Regions from separate parts of the Triticum aestivum genome. Here region 2 is linked to region 1. A link is a contact called in public Hi-C data. All regions are on one chromosome and are shown on one strand. The core of a region is the stretch at or near the end of the contact, and the rest is flanking DNA. Distances in the headings are between cores, read along the strand shown.

Region 1 (4,664 bases), core at 121-2,620:
CACTGTCAAAACTCTGAACTCAAGCCAACTAATGGCTACACCGCGGGGAGCACCCCCAGCAACAAGAACCGACATCTCGTACCATTCCACCGCGGATTCGCCCAAAAATGGCCACGGAATCACAGAGGTGCATCGGGGGAACAAAAAATTGCGCGGCGTTGTGGTGTAGATTGCCACGGGTGGAATGCAACTGCGGCTATCCTATCTACACGGCGGGACTCCCCGGCGATGGGGAACAACATCCTGCACCCTTCCGTCGCGGATTCACCATGGAACCGCAGCGGGGTCGAAAGAGAAGCGCCAACAAGATGAAACGCGAGCAGCGAGGGGTTAACTGAGCGAAAATGAAAGCAATGAGGGATTCGCGCGGTTACCTCAACGCGGCTTCGGAGTCGACAAGGTGGATCGGTTGAGTGGGGACTCCCGACGATGGGGACCGACCTCCATGACACTTCCGCCGCGGTTTCGCCGAGAAGTTGCCGCTGAATAGCCTCCCAACGACCCAACTGCCGCCACGAGAGAGGCAGCGCGCAGTCGAATGCGGTGGGGATAAATGAGTAACCGGCGAGGGTGACAATAGTGGGTGAGTGGGCGTTCGGGCAAGCAGCGGTTCCACCGCACGACCCTGTGTGCTGACGTCGCTGACGTGGCATTAGAGCCAGGTGAGTTGCTATAAGATTCGCACAACCAGAATGTACAAAGATCAACATGTTTGGACCAAGTTGCTTCGTGTCACATGTATGACACTTAGTGGGTGAACTTTTTGTAAAAAGTTATATTTTCGCTACTTTCTAACAAAGGTCATATTTTACCCTAAAAAGAAGGTCAGATTTATCTTCTTTTTTACTACGAAAATGCTAAACCTACGAAGGGCCTGTAAGTCTACGAAACATGCGAAACTAATCTACCCCCCCCCTCCGGATTTTCAGGGGGTGGGCCCCAGCCTCTTCTAACAACCAATCCTAATCTTCCACAATGGTTATTACGTAAACGTGCGTAGCTTTCTTACGTAAGTCTAGCATTACTCTTTTAACTATTGCAATCAGACACTTTTGGTTTCTCTCGAAACTCTAGCTTTTTTGTCGAGCCGGATAGCTTCTCATTTGCTATGGCTTGGACCTTTTATGACGGATCTCGGCGCACAGACTCCTTTTTCTATATTTTTAGAGAGAGACAATTAATATATGATCTATGTGAAGCTGCTACAGGTATGCGAATGATGCATAATTACTTTTGCATTAGAGGAGTAGCCGCCGATCTACCTTATGGATGGATCGATAAATGTCTAGATTTCTGTGATTATTTTTTATGCGGAGTTGTTAGAATATCAACAACTTATTACACAGAATCGACACATGTCATTCTGAAATGGCATCTAATTTTGCATCTTGCCTTCTTCCTCCTTTTTCTGTGTTGGCATTTCGCCGAGCAGTTGTCGTCCAACCGCCCATTCGAGGAGAGCACGTCCATGGACGACGAGAGCACAGGGGCTCGAGGCGACGCCGTTGGACAGGTGCACGCAACTAAAAGCTGGAAGGCGCCAACGGCAATTCCCCTCGTCTTCCTCTTCAATTTCTCGAACTCGCGTCCCTCCTTCCTGCCGGAGGCACTGAACAGAAGCGAGAGTGCCACTGCGATTCGGTAAAGCATGTACACTTCGTGTGACTCGTGAATCCAAGCCACCAAACCCGAGCCTCGCAATGGTGCACATCCAGCCGCTCGAGGTGTCTGTCGAGGCCGGCAACCTCGCCGACCCCGCCGCGGCCGCGCTCGATGACGACGGCCGCCCGCGCCGCACCGGCACCGTCCTCACCGCAAGCGCGCACATCGTCACCGCCGTCGTCGGCTCCGGCGTCCTCTCGCTCGCCTGGGCCACCGCGCAGCTCGGCTGGGTCGCGGGTCCCACCACCACGGCGCTCTTCGGCGGCGTCATCTACTACAGCTCCACGCTTCTCGCCGACTGCTACCGCACCTGCGACCCTGCCGCCGGCACCCGGAACCACTCCTACATGGAGGCCGTCCGAGCCATCCTCGGCGGCGCCAAGGTGAAGTTCTGCGGCGTCATACAGTACACCAACCTCGTCGGCATCACCATTGGCTACACCATCGCCGCCTCCATCAGCTTCCATGCCATCACGAGGGCCAACTGCTTCCACGACAAGGGGCACGACAACGCGTGCCACAGCTCCAGCACGCCCTACATGATCGGCTTCGGCGCCGCGCAGATGGTCTTCTCTCAGATACCCAACTTCGATCAGATACGGTGGCTCTCCGTCGTCGCCTCCGCCATGTCCTTCACCTACTCCGGCATCGGGCTCGGGCTCGGGATCGCCCAGACCGTGGCCAACGGCGGGTTCCGAGGCACCCTCACCGGCGTCGCCATCGGCACGGCGGGCGTCACCGTGATGCAGAAGCTGTGGCGCGTCCTGCAGGCGCTGGGCAACATCGCCTTCGCCTACTCCTTCTCCAACGTGCTCATCGAGATCCAGGACACCATCAAGGCGCCACCGCCGTCGGAGGCAGCCGTGATGAAGAAGGCCACGGCGCTGAGCGTGGCCACCACCACGGCGTTCTACGTCATGTGCGGGTACATGGGCTACGCGTCCTTCGGCAACGGCGCGCCGGACAACCTCCTCACCGGGTTCGGCTTCTACGAGCCCTTCTGGCTGGTGGACGTCGCCAACGCCGCCATCGTCGTGCACCTCGTCGGCGCCTACCAGGTCTTCTGCCAGCCCATCTTCGCCTTCGTCGAGCGCTGGGCCGCCGCCAGATGGCCAGAGAGCGGCTTCGTCACGCGGGAACTTGGGGTGGGGCCGTTCGCGGTGAGCGCGCTCCGGCTTGTCTGGCGCTCGGCGTTCGTGTGCCTGACCACCCTGGTCGCCATGGCGATGCCATCCTTCGGCGCCATCGTGGGGCTCATGGGCGCGCTCTCCTTCTGGCCGCTCACCGTCTACTTCCCCGTGGAGATGTACATGAAGCAGCGCGCCGTGGCGCGCGGGAGCGCGAGGTGGCTCTGCCTCAAGGCGCTCACCGTCGCCTGCCTCGTCGTGTCGGTGGCCGCCACCGTGGGATCAATCGCCGGCATGGTCGGCGCGTTCAAGGTGTTCCGCCCTTTCAGTGGCTAGTAGGAGTAGTATGGTGTCATCAAGTACGTATACTTCAGTATAGGGAATTCCTCATTACGTATGCATTGATGGTGCAGACTAATGCATTGACGCTTGTCAGTTGTCATGGCGCGTTTGTAATTGTTTTTTCTTTTTGAAAAGGGGACTTCTCGGCCTCTGCATCAGAACGATGCATACGGCTACTTCAATAAATAAAATATGTTCAACAAAGTCATAGAGTCTTCAACAAAATAAAGGCGAGATCACAAAGAACCTCGAAGCTATACCAAGAAAAGGCCAAAGAGCCACAACCAGCTGGTAAAATAAAGATAGGAAAACTAATTGCCTATCCTATTACATGACCGCCAACCAAACCGATTAAAGATATCCCGCGCTACCATCTCACACCGGACAGATCCAGTAACCAAACGCTCGCTGGCCTCCGTCGGAGTGAGTAAGGACCACATACGGATCAGCGCCGTAGCACGGAATATAACCTGCAAAAATTGAATAGTAGTTATTTTGTTAAAAACCAAATCATTTCTGCAGTTCCAAATTGCCCGTAACAACGCATACACTCCTACATGAATATATCTAGCTGTATCGGACTCTATCCCATCCAGCCATGTTCCAAATAACGACCCGATCGTACTCGGAGAAGTAATGTTAAAGGCGATTTGCACGGTGCGCCACAGAATTCTCGCCAAAGGACAGTCAAGGAAGAGATTTGTAATTGTACTGGAGACGAAAGTTTGGTGGTTTCATTCTTTGACCATGGAAAATAACCACATGAATTTTGAAGAGAAACATCAGAAGATGAACCGTTATACAAATTCTATCAACGAATAACTTTAGATGTGAAAAATGTCAGTTCCGAAACATGGTGATTTAACTGGAAGCATCACAAACTTCGCCAAAGACTAACACACAAAGAACAATTCTACAGATTATACTGAAATAAACTGACTGGCATTCAAGGGCAGGTTCAGTTGCTCAAGTTTCAGTTCTTGAAGTTCCGAAAGCCAACTCCAGAAATACCTGCAACGCAGTCCAGGTTAATTTGCAAGAGAGCCATTCCTCATCCGCCATATGCTCCATATAAAACATCTCAAGTAATCACAAGAAGTAGTAACATCTGTGCTTCATAAGAACGGAATAATTATATATTTCATATGCACATGGCGATGATTACAGGCTACCAGATTTTTTTTTCTCTCTTTTCTAAAGAATACACGTTCCTAACTTCGTGTATAGAGCCTCCCTGGATGATTATTTTTGTCCATCCATCAACCCAATGGCCTCCCCTTGTTATTCACTCTTTGTACGAACGGTAGTAAGCTGCACATTCTTCATTCTGAATACCAAAGATGCTGGGGAACTGGGGCCAACAATAACCTTCCTCAAATCCATGAATGGTATTTTCACTGTTTGAATAAACAGAAGAGAATTAAGGGTATATATGTTCAGGTGTGTGAAATGATCACAGAAGGGAAGATCCGAACTTGGGGATTCTATCACAGGGTGCTCGGATCCATCCAATCTGCCCTCTCTCATTGTCAT
Region 2 (4,916 bases), core at 268-2,767, 370 kb after region 1:
CAAGTCTGCAAAGCCAGTATCACCATTTGGCACCTCCAGAGCAGACGAAGTTGATGCCACAGAAGCGATATCCTCTGCTCGGGCACTGCATTTTGGCCGATCAAACAAAATCAGACCATCAATTGACTTCAATGGTGCAGACGCCAGCTGCAGCTCCCCTGTTTGCTCCTCCCTGATTAAAGATGATGCCAGCCTCAAGCCCCGGTGCACAGATCCAGCCGCGAGGTAATTAATAATCCCCCAAGTGTCCAAGAACCTGACTATCCGACTCAGGTCATACAATTCAGCCGTGCTTGTAACAAGCCCCTGGCACTCAGCAAATGCAAGTCTCCTTGACGGGCGCTCCAAATACTTCACAATCACCTTATTCCTCAGCATTATGTACTTCTCTGGTGTATGCCCTGGGGACTTCCCTGAGAAGAAATGTGGCACCACCTGCCTCTCCAACCTGTGTACAGTCGCCGGCGAGAACCAATCTGCAAATTGCAAATCATCCCACATGACCAACAAATGAGAATTAACAATTTGCTCCACAATTTTAGCTTGCTAGAAAGCATCATTGGCGTCAAGAACAAACCTGCGTGTCTGGGGACGACGAGTAACTTGCTGTAGAACTGCTTGGGCACGCCTTGGCATTCCATGAGTGGAGGCACGGTGCAGACATAGGAGGACGGCTTGTCAGGGTCGTTGGACAGGGATGGGTGGTCAGGGAGCATGGCTGCTAGCACCTGGAGCTGCCCGTGCGAAATGTTCTCCAGCGCGGGTGCAGGCGGAGCCGAAGCACAGCTGGCACCAGCCGCCAAGGCACGATCAGCGGCGATAACTGCAAGCACAGAGGGATGGAGCCGGCTGATAGTGCGGCGGGTAGCCGAGGGGAAGCCAGAGACGGGCTCCGCTGAGGAGAGCACCTCCGCCTCCCGGAGGTCGGGCACGGTGTCGTCATCACCGCCACGGGCGCCTAGGGTTTCGCCCCCGTTGGCGGAGCCGTGGAGCGCGTCGTCTTCGTCGTTCGCCGCTGCGGAGTCAGAGTCGTCGGAGTGGTCGGCCCCGCCGGACTGCTTCGATGGGGAGGTGTCCTGTGAGCGCTTCCGCTTCCGCCACTTGAGCTTCGCATCTGGGAGGGAATTAGGGTTTTCGGGAGGGAAGGGCGGCGTCAGTGCGGGAGAAGGGGCTCGTTCCGGAGAATTGCGAGGTGCGAAGGGGTTGGGACGCGTACCTGAGGAGGACGAGGCCTTGCGAGGCATCGTCGCCGGCGCCGGCGGAGGCGGAAACGGTGGTGGAAGCTTGGACTGTGTGCCCGCGAGTGAGGGGGGCCACGGCGGGGCGGATAGGCACGTGCGAGAGGAGTGAGGAGGAGATTTGAGCTCTCTTGTCCGAAATTTTCACTCCATCCTACAGCTCTCCCTCTGAATTCTGAGATCCGAATACCTTAGCAGTGCGTTTGGATGCCCAATTGAGATGCCTGAAATGGAACTGGTATTCTCCAAATTGCAATTCAGCTGTTTGGCTGCAGTCTGAATTGTCGCTTGGAAATAAGACCTAAATTCAGCATTGTATTTTCTTCCATCAAACCTCTTCGTTCCACAATACTGAGCCCTTGCACTCCAATTTAATCCGAATTGACCTTTCCCGCAAAACATACCCCTTCGCTGCCTTATCCCCTCCTTCCTCGGGCAAAAAGAAAAAAAAGGGAGGAACAGGGGCGACCACCAGGGAGCTCGGCCGCCACCACCAGAGATCTCGGCGGCAAGTCCCACGGATCTCCGCGGCCGCACCGAGGTCCGATTCGGCCCCACTCCCTCCTCCTCTTCCCATCTCCTTCCACGCTCCTTCCTCTCGTTCCCATCCCCGTCCGCATCTCGGGGGCCACCACGAGGGCCTCGGCGGCGGCCACAGCAGGACCGCGGCGGCGGAGGCGCCAGTTCTCCAGTCCATCTATTTCTCGTTCCCTCCTCACATTGTCCACGTCCCCAACCACCAGGACCACGACAGCCACCACCAGGGCTTCGGTCGCGGAGGCGCAGGTCTCCTATGGCCAACCCGCCTGGTGCTCTTCCTTCTCCCTCTCGCCAGTCGGCCTCGTGCTCTACCTTCTCCCTCTCGACACAGTCACTCAGGCAACAGCGGGATTTACTTTCTCCAATCTTGTACATGTAACTTGGTTCATTCCCTTTCTCTTCTATGTTAACTAAATTTTTTGTTTATATATTGTGCAGATCTATGAACTGTGCGTCAATCTGCAAGCCAAGTGAAGGTATATGGCAGAAATCCCCTATGTTTTCTATTCATTTGTGCATGTGATGTCTTGCTGCATTGTTTAAATCCTAGATAATCGAATTGTGCAGCTCAATGTCGGATCAATTGGAGTTGGTTGAGTGGATAAATGAAGAAAATAAAAGACGGGAGAGGAAAAGAATTGTTCTGACTAAATTGTTTGTTGAAACATGTGCTTTTGCATTAGCCTTTGTTACTACACAACGGAATAGGGGACCTAGGAACTTTTAATGATGATGAGGACAAGATTAGGAATAGGAAACATTTGCTTAAATGCATGTACTCCCTCCGTCCCAAAATTTTTGTCTTATATTCGTCTAGGTACGGATGTATCTAATACTAAAACGTGACTTGATACATCCGTATTTAGACAAATCTAAGACAAGAATTTTGGGACGGAGGGAGTATGATGGATCTACAATGGCATGCTATGATCAATTGCGCCTAACTAAACGAAACTTTCATGACCTTTGCACCATGTTACGGGAGAGATGTGGCCCTCGTGATAGTGTATATGTGACCGTGGAAGAGAAAGTTGCAATGTTTTTGCTTGTAGTTGGTCATAGTATTAAGACGAGGATGTTGTGTGGCACCTACAAGCGTACTTTATGGACCATCAACACACACTTCTTTGTTGTCCTAAACGCCCTACTCTCTCTACATGGGGAGTTCATTAAGCTACCTTCCTCTACCTCTCAAGCTCCTGATGATTACAAATGGAAGTGGTTTGGTAATGCACTTGGATCACTAGATGGTTGTCATATTGACGTGCTTGTTGATGTGGCTGACCAAGGAAGGTATAGGAACGGAAAGCAAGCCATTACCACTAACATGCTAGGTGTTGTTGATTGGAACATGAAGTTTCTTTATGTGTTACATGGCTCGGAGGGTTCAGTTTCAGATTCGAGAGTTTTGCGTGATGCAATGAGGGTGAACCGCCAAGATGCTTTGTTGTGCCTAAGGGTACGACTCTTACTCTTGGCATGTAGTTTCTTTGACTTGATTGTTAGTTAACTAACTTATTGATATAGGGAAATATTATTTAGTTGATGCTGGTTATACCAATGGAGAAGGATTTCTAGCTCCATCCAGGTCCACTCGGTATCATCTAAAAGAATGGGCTGCAAGTGCACAGCAGCCTCAAACAGCTAAAGAGTTATATAACTTGCGCCATTCGCGTGCTAGGAATGTAGTGGAGCGAACATTTAGCTTGTTCAAGAAAAAATGGGCTATCTTGTGTTCCCAAACCTTCTTTGACATAAAGGATCAGGTACAAAAAGTAAATATGTTGTTAGATAACATCAGTATATGAGATGACAATTGCTTACTATGAACTAAAATATCATTGTAGATTCGAATTATTAGTGCTTATTGTGTGTTGCACAAATTTGCAAGGGATAGACATCATGTCATGGATGATTTGTTATTGCCTGAAGTGGATAATGAATTAGCAAATGCGCCAAGTGATGATCCAGATGATGACAACTTCATTAGAAGTGTGCAAGTCACTACTGAATGGTCCAACTTTAGGCAACAACTAGCTGATGATATGTTTTCTGAGTACCTTGTGGCACAAGGAGAACAAGAGATGGAATAGGATGAGAGTATGATATGTAGCTGCTGGGGTGGTCTTCTTTTGCATAGCTAGCTGCGGTGGTCTTCTTTGGTATAGCTAGCTGCGGTGGTCTTCTTTTGTATAGCTAGCTGCGGTGGTCTTCTTTTGTATAGCTAGCTGCAGTGGTCTTCTTTGGAATAGCTAGCTGCGGTGGTCTTCTTTGGTATAGCTAGCTATGGTGGTCTTCTTTTGTATAGCTAGCTGCGGTGGTCTTCTTTTGTATAGCTAGTTGCAGCTAATGTGATGAAGCATGTGGTATTTTGTATATGCATCATCTTCATGCAACTAATGAATGACATTATGTTTCATGTTTTTTCTCAAACTTAATATTGTATTTGTTTTTTCTATTATGTACAATTTTTATTTCCTTGTAGAACCGTGGCCAAAGAAGTAACTACAAGGAGGAGGAATTACTGCACATGGGATGATGAGATGGATGATGCATTGCTTGATGTCTTAGTTGAGCATCACAACAAGGGTGACCATGCCCAAAATGGATGGAAACCACATGTGTACACGCATGCCATGAGGAATGTGAAGGTCAAGTGCAATAAGGATATCACAGAGGATAACATAAGTGGAAGGATGAGGACTTTGGATCATCACTATGAGGTCGTTAGCAAGATCATTTCTCAAAGTGGTTTCGGCTGGGATTGGACCAATAATAGGCTATCAATGGATAGTGATGATGTTTGGGCTAAATATGTGGAGGTAACCATGCATCATGAGTACACATTCTATATATAGTTTGCATATGTAGAATAACAAGGCAGTAGCTTTACTAGTTTGTGCTTTTTGTGCAGGCTAACAAGGCATGCAAGGAGATAAAGTCTTACAAGACCAACATAATCAAGAACTAGGAGTCCATATGTATCGTATATTCAAAAGATCATGCTAATGGCGAGGATGCGAAGACAGGTGCTGAGATTGCTGCAGAGCCATTAGAAGAACCGATTGAAGTCTCTCCAGAAGTAGCGCCAAAGAGGCAGCAAACAGGTGATGGTATTATTTGCATGCTTGGAGATAT

Evidence for each region. Hi-C and Micro-C count contacts between places; a contact is called where the count stands out from the background.
Region 2: a Hi-C map of leaf shows a contact between it and region 1, with 7 times the contacts expected there. The contact joins the promoter of LOC123102839 here to the promoter of LOC123102837 in region 1. A contact is called at or near these places in 2 of 5 Hi-C or Micro-C datasets (both in leaf).

The regions. Positions count from the first base shown.
Region 1 is chr5A:226,643,820-226,648,483 of IWGSC CS RefSeq v2.1, forward strand. It overlaps LOC123102837 (amino acid permease 4-like), which reads left to right and starts at 1,371. Exons shown (of 1, transcript XM_044524272.1): 1 at 1,371-3,489. The coding sequence starts at 1,701. The coding sequence ends at 3,125. It overlaps LOC123106783 (a long non-coding RNA gene), which reads right to left and starts at 592. Exons shown (of 3, transcript XR_006451484.1): 1 at 375-592. LOC123102838 (aspartic proteinase Asp1) reads right to left here. Exons shown (of 9, transcript XM_044524273.1): 8 at 4,607-4,664; 9 at 4,246-4,528. The coding sequence ends at 4,417.
Region 2 is chr5A:227,009,049-227,013,964 of IWGSC CS RefSeq v2.1, forward strand. LOC123102839 (SWI/SNF complex subunit SWI3C homolog) reads right to left here and starts at 1,518. Exons shown (of 9, transcript XM_044524274.1): 1 at 1,217-1,518; 2 at 578-1,114; 3 at 1-476. The coding sequence starts at 1,244.